3 separate regions of the Zea mays genome follow, and all the other regions are linked to region 3. Evidence: chromatin contacts called from public Hi-C data. All regions are on one chromosome and are shown on one strand. The core of a region is the stretch at or near the end of the contact, and the rest is flanking DNA. Distances in the headings are between cores, read along the strand shown. Region 1 holds the start of LOC100381485 (ARP protein (REF)). Region 2 holds the start of LOC100273605. Region 3 holds the start of LOC100274629.

Region 1 (2,966 bases), core at 352-2,851, 180 kb after region 3:
GGAGGCCCTTGCCCCTCTATTTATAGCCATGGTGGGGGATTAGGGGGAGGGATGAGAGGATTAGTGGGAGGATGAGAGGATTAGTGAGAGATTAACATGTATTTGTCTTGTACAAGTGAGATTAGCTTGTAGAGCTCACCGTATGACACTGGAGGCTTACGTATACGTATGAGCATGAAGAAAGTTATGAAGAAAATATTTATAGGGACTTGAAAAATGATTCTGAAGGTATTTCTCAAGAGGAAAATACTTGGAGATATATCGGTGGAATATTTGGACAATATTTCTGGAAAGAACTTGAGGTGGATTACTGGGGAAATATCTGGGCAGTATTTCTGGAAAGAATTTGAGGAGGGTCACTGAGGAAATATTTGTAGGATATTTTGAGGAGGATTTTGGAGAAAATATAGACCACTATAATTTATTTGTTGATATCAACTTGCAAACAAACATTTTGAAACGAAATTTGAAATTCATTTTGAATTTAGGGCGAGTTTGAGAAAATTCCAAGATTTGAATTTTTGGGATGCTACAGGAGACCACATTCAACCACCGGCACCAGTATGACCGTTGTCCACCCGTGAACAGCACAAAAGTGCACATTTTGCACTTGGACACGTCGTTCAGGGTTCGCGTCCACCGGGGAATCGCAACATCTTGCCCATCGATAACATGGAGAACTTCACGCATACGACGGATGCGAAGGGAAACGGTTTATTCCATACCTCTCGTGTCGATTTGGAGGTTGCTGCCTCCGTTCTTGTAAAAAACAACGATTGTTCTTCTCCTTCTCCCTCTATTTTCGCGAGCAAGTGCTGATAACGTGTTGCAATCAGTGGTAACGAGTTTGAGAGAATGACAGATGCGTTCTTTATTGCAGAGAAGATCTTGTTTATATACAAGCGAATCAGGGCATTCCCAATGAGTGTGTTCCTTGGGGAGAAACTATCGCATCTCTTGGAGAGGATTGATCATAAATATTGTAACATAAACCACAACTAAGCTACACTTAATTGACACGCATACACATATTGGTCAACAGTCATACGTGCTCCACCTGCATCTTCCTTTCCTTCGTCTATCTATGCATGTTTTTTTTGCGCAATCCCACGAGCACTCCTGAATGAGAAAATTATTAGGCGGACAAATATCTAAATTTGTCATAATTCATAGTTCACTGTCGACATACACATTTGTTGTTTAAAAAACTAATCCAACCGAGCTATACACTCAATTTTCACACATGCACGTATATTAATCAACAGTTGTACGTGCTCCATCTCTAATGTTCCCTTCTCGGAGTCGGAGCTGCATGTCCATGTACTCCCTATCCTTCTCTTGGACTTCCATAAGTCTTTGCATCCTGCTCTTGTCCTTTCGCTGTTCCCGTGTTGTAAATCGTGGAATCTATCGTTCAGGGTCGTGATAAGAAACCACGCATAAGCCGATGAGCACGAACCATCTGCCCAACTGCAAACTATTGCCCCAGGTAGTGATTAGTGAAGCCGTTGGAGCACGGTTTTCATGTGCTCGGTGACGGACCTGACGGTACCCACCCCCACCCCGTCACATGCCTGGGCTTTCCAGACTCCAGAGGGCCACGCGAAATGAAACGGAACTGGGACAGCAAAGGAAGATACGGCGCGATATTTTAGATTACAGGAGAGTAGGAGACCGGCGCCGAAAGCTCCGTGGCCTCGTCTCCTTCCCCACTTCGGCCTCGGCAGTTCCGCGTGCCGGCCGGAGCCTCGTCTCGCTTCGCATCTCGCACTTCGCGCCTTCGCCGCTGCGATTCCTCAGCAGCTCCTCGGCCGCTCCACCCACCCCTGCGCCGGCGAGATGGAGCTCAAGCCCGGCATGTCGGCGCTCGTCACCGGCGGCGCCTCTGGCATCGGTAAGAGGCGCCCCTCTTCCCCAGGCTCCCAGCGACTCGCGAAACGATGTTCAGTCCCGAGTCCCGATGCCCCGTGCCGCTTTACTTCAACCTGTACAAAGGGATCCATTCGTACGAACTAGGAGAGGCTAGCGCGCGTTTATTCGCGGACTGAATTGCTTTTCTCGCCTCTGTCGATCTGAGCTGAATGCGGTGACTGGGGAGGTGATGCGCTAATTATGCGGTGTAGCAGTCGAATGGAGGAGGCGGACGTTTTTTTTTGGAAACCTTTGGATTCAGATCACGGTCGTCAGTGTAGTTGTATTGTTGTGCAGGGCACGTAGCTGCAGTGCTGCACGGCTTATGTTACAATAATAATAAGTTACCTTTACCTAATATAGTGAATTAGTGATACGTCTGTCTGGGAAATGATGCAATTATAGCTCTATCCTATGAAAATATATTTCAAAGCTATGGAAGTTTTACTGATTGGAATTCTAACGACATCTAGTTCGGATTGCACGGAGTATCAATTATACTGTATCAAAAGCTGCCAACTATTGGAATTGGTCACAATTATAATAGTATAAATCTAGTGAGAGAATCTTTTTTTGAGATTTGTGTTCTTTAAACTGCAGGTTTGCTGGAAATAAAGTAGCCGAATAGAGTTCTGTTTTGGGTACTACACATCATATAACGTGCAGCCATGCAACAATATGTGCCCACAGCAAAACCAAAGACTCAAAACTTTCTGAAAACTAGCATGTAATTGATAGCAAGGTTCTTTGTTTGGCAGATCTGATACCGCAAGGTTGCAACTGCACGTATAGGATGGTTTAAACGAAACTGAAAGTTGACGTGTACCAGTAACACTGGATTAAAGTAGCCTCTGTATGTTCTAGCTGACCATAGAACCAGATTGCTTATACCCAGTTGATGATAGCGAATAGGTTTGGTATTACACTGATTATTGATTGATATCTAGATCTTAGACCTTTAGTTTAATGTGAGGAAATTTTTCACGGTAGATTCTGCTCCGTCTTATGGGTTTAGTCTCTCCCTTCAGTCACCAGTCCGGGTAGGTACCTTTTAA
Region 2 (3,278 bases), core at 68-2,567, 130 kb after region 3:
AATCCCACAGGAAAAGAGAAACTATCAAATTAATAGTACACTTGTGCACTGCATTGGATTTAAGAAGAAAGAAAGAAAATGTGTGTGTGCCTAAGCAATATATGCCTGTTTAAGGACTACGTGATTCTATGAAACGTGACATCAGTATTGTCAAATATACTAAGCTGGACAATAACAGGGACTTACTTACCCACTGCCTGAAAATCTTTATCAGTCTTGACGAACGCTGCAACAAGCGCACGTGGGAGCACGGCAAGCCACTCCTCCCTGCAGAAACATGTAGGAATGGCACGCAAGACGTTTTTCAACAGATTCTCCCTTGCGTATATGGCAGCTCCTGATCCGTTGTGCCCATCAAAAATCTAGCAATCAACAAAGCACAATGGCAGCCGTAAGATGGCTATCAGAAAGAAAAAAAGAATCAGTCGTCAACGGTGTACCATGTTCAATTCAATCTACCGCCAAAACACAGCATGATATGAAATCTGATGTGCTTTTTTTCATAACACCACATAGTTAAGATAAGATGCTTAGGATCAAAGGTACAAGATGTTTTCTCGGTCGTCATGCTTCCACTCCCACCATGCATGCACTGGCCTATGCGCAAACGAAGAAACGCAACAGCTATTTGTCTTCTCTTCAGAAAATTGAGAGAGAGAGAGAGAGAGAGAGAGAGAGAGAGAGAGAGAGAGAGAGAGAGAGAGAGAGATGAGATAACTCTGGCAACCGGAAAAGGCGAAAAGCAAGCGCGTGGTGGCAGCCACGTAAAAGGATGAAAGTCCCGCATGTCCATGATCCCAGACACAACTCCAGTAGGCGAACGCGATGTCTACTTCCTAGAATCTGCTGGACAGAGGGCAATGTGGGTTACCGACTTACCGCGAAGACGGAGAAGGAGGTGGACGGGTCGCCGGGGATGCGCTGGCCTGCGTCGGCGCGGAGCAGCGTGAAGTCCTCGCCCTTGCGGCTGAGGTTGGCCTCGCCGCACAGCACGTCCGGCCGCTCCATCCGCTCCTTGGTGACCTCCCGCCGCAGCAGCACTCCCAAAGGCACCGTCCCCGGCGACAACGCCATCGCCATCGGTCGCGGACGGGTTCCTTCCTCTAAAAACCCTCGGCCCTCCTCAGTCAGATGTGACCAGGGAGGAGGACTCCTTCTGCTTTTTGAGACGGCTAGCGACTCGCCGCGGCGTACGCAAGCAAACCCTGAAGAATAGAATCACGCAGCGAGAAAAAAGTTCGCGGGTTGTTATGGCGGTTCGTGCGTGAGCACAACCCAAACCAGCTTGATCGGGAGGAGAGACGAGGTCAGGGTGTTTTTGTGGACTTTGGTTGGAGGGCAAAAAAAAAAGGAGAGATCGATCGGTTCCGATTTTATCGGCACGGCCACGCAATGCAGTTCAGATTCGAACGGCTCGTTTGCGTGCTCGCTTCAGCCTTCAGAACAATTCAGACTCCGTTTTCTCTCGCGCGCTCGGTGCGTCCGCCCCCTCCCCCTACACCGTCAACTCGCGCCGGGTAAATTTCCAATGGAACCCGATGCTCCTCGGATGAGCTGGGCTGGGGCTGTTGTTGGCTGCGTCTGAGAACCCGAGAAGGCCGGCTTTGTTCATGGTTGCGATGTGAGGGCGGCTGTACGGCCAGGTCGTGTTTGACGGGGTCAGTCAGGCGTACGCGGGCGTAGCAGGTGGTCTTGCGCCCGATGCGGAGCAGCACGTTCCAAACGCGACCAATTCGAACATTTGATCCCAGGTGGGTATATGCTGGTGTGCATTCAGGCGTTAAAAATGCAATAGGTCCCCCCGTCTCCGTGCTGAGAAAGTCCATGAACGGCGGCCATGCCCATTGCCGTCCAGCGCGCCAGCCGCCGGATCTGCCGCCAGCCCGCGACCCGCGTCGTGTACCGTGTACGTTGGTCGTGTTTTCTTTTTTTTAAAAAAAAATTGAGTAAGACGTCCATGATTTGGCTAACGACACGACTTCTAGTCCAATTTCGTAACGCTCGATGTTGCATGATAGGCATTTTTTTTTTTGCCAAACCAATCGTGGATGAGCTTCCGGATTGTAAGGTTGTTGACCGATTGATGATGAGCAAGAGTAAAAGCCTGATTAGGCAAAGCCTGCGGAGGTTCATTACGTTGAAGTACATGGGTTACTTTTGCCGTACATCAAACTGCAATAGGACCACAAGTTATGTGGAATCCAATCATCAAATGCTCTACTTTCTATAAGGTAGTATTCTAAAATAACCGTAGGTCTTGATTTTTAGATAAGATGAAACAACTAATAAATAACTAAACAGCACGGCTAATGGGCTAGATAGTTAGAATCCATAGTTCATTATCTTATTATCTTCTCTACCCATGATTTTTCCACTAATGGCGCCAAATCAAAAGGTACTCATATCTTTTTGTTTGTATTAGCTAGTATATTAACTAACACCTCATTGCTAACTAAATTTTCGCTGGCTAATACTTTCAACACAGCCTTAAGAAACTCCTAAAGTCTCAACATCACTCACACAGTAGTAAATATTTTCTTCTCCGCCTTCCTTGTTTGCACTAAGGTGATCAAGTAAATTAAATACCCTTCTTGTTTGGTCCGCATGATGAGCGTACATAGGTCCTCATGAAGTCACGGTGAGCAATTGAGCATACACAGGTTTGCATGTGGATAAATAACTTTTTGCCCGGCTTTGTATAAGTTTGAGTATGTTACTAAAAAAATATGACAATAGTATCACCAACATCCGAGAAAAGGTCGTTATACCTCTGAACGCTGAGACACATTCCAAAGATCTTGATAAAAGAAATTACTAGAGCTCTAGCTATTGTTGCACTCATTAACCCTAGCTAAGGTAGAGACTCATCGTGTGCCAGGGAACTAGATCTAAAAATCCCCTATCCTCTAAGGTTGTCCTAGCTATCACTGTCCATGGGGACGACCGAAACCTAGGGGCACCAGGGCTCTAGACACTCTAGTCTATGGGGCGCTCTCAAACTTAGAGTTCTCTCGATCACCTAGGGCCACCCTGTGGGCCCCTAGATCTTTGAGCCCTCCGTCCTATGATTTTTTACTGATGGTCGAGACTCGAGGGCCTCGAGATCTAGGACCCTTCATGAGTAAAATAGGGCCTCTGATTTGGCTAGGTATGAGAGCACCTACTGACCCAAGAATATGGCTGCGAGGGTGTGCCACTATGTACGATCTCATGACTAGGAAAAGATAAGAGCTATTGAGCTCTGTCAGATAGGGCCCACCATCGACCAACTTGTAACT
Region 3 (3,122 bases), core at 435-2,934:
ATTCCCCTTATACACCCAGAATAAATAATAAATAAAAGAAGGGAACAAGATGCGGCAAATAGGTAAAAGGGAAATGCACATCGGTGTGACTGTGATGAGCCACCAGAGACGTCTTCTTCTCCGGCCGTATGTAGCAGCTTCGTCTCCGGCGGTAGGCTAAGCCACTGACATGATCGAGATATGGATCAGCTAGCTAGGTAGCTCGATGAGATGCCAAATCAACCCCCCCCCCCCCCCCCCCCCCCCCCCAATATCAGATGATGAGCAGCCGGCTGAAAAGGCACGCGCGCTTTGTACCACCCAATGACCATGCAGTACTTGCTTCGCCGCTCACTGCTAGCTAGCTAGTCACAAGCTGATCTTGATGCTTCAGCCTCTCGTGCTTCCCTGGCCTCCAAGATCCTGCGAGAATGTGGCATATATATACATTGTTGTCAACTCTCAACTGCATGCCGTTCCATTGATTGTGAGGAGAAAGGACATTGAATTCAAATACTTGTGTGAGAAATATGTGCAATCTGGCGCTAGCTCTTTACTGAAGAAGCTCAGCTCCCCAGTTAGCACGGAGAAATCTTGGATATTGGATGCAGCAATATTGCGAGTACATACTCTATGGCTCTATATGCCCAGAGTTGCAGTTGCAGGTAGTTTCAACTTTCAACCACACGATTGATAAAAACGCCAAGGGCCGGTAGCGGAAGTGCGGAACAATGCACTATATATATAGTTATATACCCAGATGGGCACTTGGATGGACTGAGTGATGCGAGGAAATAAGTGAACACGAAGATGTATATACACCCGAGCTTCTAGCTAGCGTTAGTGACCTACCATGTGGGCGTCGGTGGACGCGCCGGCGGCAGCTTCGGCGGCGGCGGCGGCGGCCTGCTGCTTCTTGGGCGCCTTCTTGAGCCCGAGCAGCTCCTTCCACCGGATGTTGGTCGCGCGGGGGGCGCGGCCGTGGCGCTCGTCGGCGCGCAGCTCGTCGCGCAGAGTCACGGGCCTCCCGCCGGCGGCCTGCTGCGGCGCCTCCCGGAGCGGCAGGAGGCGGCCCTTGGAGAAGAGCTGGTCGGCGGCCATCATCGGGTGGCTGCCGACGGAGAATTCGAAGTCGGCGTCCCCGCCCCCGCGCGCCGCGGCCGGGGGCGGCGGCTCCACCGCGAAGTCGCTGGAGAAGGACATCCGCGGCGCCATGAAGGACGGCGGCGCTGGCTGGTGCTGATGATGGTGCTCTGGGTTGTACATGTCAACACATGCCATGCATCGCCACACGACGCACAAGCGCGCTGGTTTCTTTTGTTCCTCTCCCTAGCTCCCACCTCTCTGAGCTCTTACGCCCGTCGTTGTTACTTATCAAGCTATGAGATCAAGACCGGAGTTAGGTGCGGCCGGCCGGCCCAGTGGCCACCTCCAAGGGTGGAATGGGGTTGTGGGAAGCAGCCTGCGGGTGCTGGAACCCTCTCGCACCGCGCGCCTGGACTCGATCTAGGAGGAAGGCCGCGCCAAGGTGGCGCCTTTCAAAAAAGAAAAAGAAGAAGACCGGAGCTAGGGTGTAGCTAGAACACTCTGGGCGTGGGTGTGACTTGTGAGCGAGCTGCTAGCGGAGATAGCTCAGCTCGTGTAGCCACTGGCCAGTGGGTGTACTTGTGACTAGTGAGGAGAGTGATGGAGCGTGGAGCAAGCTTATCTCTCGTTTGGTCCGGGGACGGGGCACGATATATAGTGGGAGAGCCTGGGAGGCCGACCGGTAGAGTACGAGGGAAGCGAGCAAGCGTGGGCGGGGATGGCCGGATGGGCAACCGCGGGCGAAGCCGCGAATGCATGATCATGGACGGACGGGCCTCGCCGGATGTAGCAGTTTGGATGGACGCGCGTGAAGGCACGAGAGGGGTAGCATCTAGATCTGCCGTGTAGGGTGCTGGCTAGGCATGGCGCTGCGAGTTTTTTTTTATCTGTTGTTGGGGCGCCTTGGATAGTTGGATGTTCAGGCAGGGAACTGGATGATGATGAGCTAGGGATGCATGAGCTCTTGCCTCTCCGTAGAAATGCTTCTTTGGAGAAGTGTTAACTCTATAGGATCTCAGCCCCACAATTTTAATCACTAAAATGAACAGAATGAATGAAACTTAAGTACATATTTGTAGAGTTGGAAGGAGATCACCATAGGTAAGGTAAGACTTGGTGAGATCGGTGTCGAAGACAAGTTGGCGGCCACAACGGCCTTCTCCTTACTAGCTGCGTAGAGATAGATTGGGTTATGTTAGGTTGGTGCGGGAGAGGAGACACGGCAAACGTTGCTTCGTGCCTCTATTCCCTATTTATTTTACACGTCGTGAAGGGAGGCTGCAACCAACATGGTTGTCGCAATCCTGATCAGATAGATCCAGCTAAGGGCTTGTTCGGTTAGCTCTCAATCCATGTGGATTGAGCGGGATTGGATGGGTTTGAATCCCAAACAAGTCAAACTTCTTCACAATTTTTTCCAATCCCATCCAATCCATGTGTATTGGGAATAACCGAACAAGCCCTAACAATATTTCCCTCCCCCTCACCTCATGCTTACTATCTTATATTTAGAATTTAATTCTGAATTGCTTAATCTTTTAACTTACAATCCCTACTCATTAATTGATTAGGACACCGAGCCGGTCACATGCCACTCAACTCAATGACTATAGTACATATTTTCATCACAAAGCAGAGAACTTCTAATTTTAGACCAAATTTGTGTTTGGAGTTGTGTTTTTATAAGATCACCTATTCACCCTCCTCTAGATGTTCTCAATTGGTATCAGAGCTGGTCTCTTCATTTTGCGTCCAACAGTCCAAAGGGAATGGAAAGGTGGCGACGAGAAGGAGAAGATCCTCATCGACGACGAGCTTAAAGGCGAGAAGTCCGTCGACTCGGGATCCGGCCTTTTAGGGGTAGAAAAGTACTGTCCACTCACATATGTAGGTGGTAGGGAGAAGTTTTGCTGTTGTGGCAGTTGAAAGGATTGCAAGTAATAGTCTGCATCTTGTTCAGTGTACACATTGTCGAACTCTCCAGTGGGTTAGGCTCGGACGGACGGTCCAAGGTTAGGCGATGAGTCGGATGGTCCAAGGTTAGGCTCGGACGGTCC

What was found. A called contact is a pair of places that touch in the nucleus more often than the background predicts.
Region 1: a contact with region 3 is called in a Hi-C map of leaf, with 5 times the contacts expected there. The contact joins the promoter of LOC100381485 here to the promoter of LOC100274629 in region 3. A contact is called at or near these places in 4 of 25 Hi-C or Micro-C datasets (ear, leaf and tassel).
Region 2: a Hi-C map of endosperm shows a contact between it and region 3, with 2.0 times the contacts expected there. The contact joins the promoter of LOC100273605 here to the promoter of LOC100274629 in region 3. A contact is called at or near these places in 13 of 25 Hi-C or Micro-C datasets (bundle sheath, ear, endosperm and 5 more) and 1 of 3 datasets of contacts at active chromatin or transcription factors (leaf).

Annotation. Positions count from the first base shown.
Region 1 is chr7:131,725,549-131,728,514 of Zm-B73-REFERENCE-NAM-5.0, forward strand. It overlaps LOC100381485 (ARP protein (REF)), which reads left to right and starts at 1,602. Exons shown (of 18, transcript NM_001326462.1): 1 at 1,602-1,894. The coding sequence starts at 1,840.
Region 2 is chr7:131,680,418-131,683,695 of Zm-B73-REFERENCE-NAM-5.0, forward strand. LOC100273605 reads right to left here and starts at 1,318. Exons shown (of 9, transcript NM_001148021.1): 1 at 880-1,318; 2 at 191-362. The coding sequence starts at 1,080.
Region 3 is chr7:131,547,744-131,550,865 of Zm-B73-REFERENCE-NAM-5.0, forward strand. LOC100274629 reads right to left here and starts at 1,685. Exons shown (of 1, transcript NM_001148967.1): 1 at 698-1,685. The coding sequence starts at 1,260. The coding sequence ends at 820.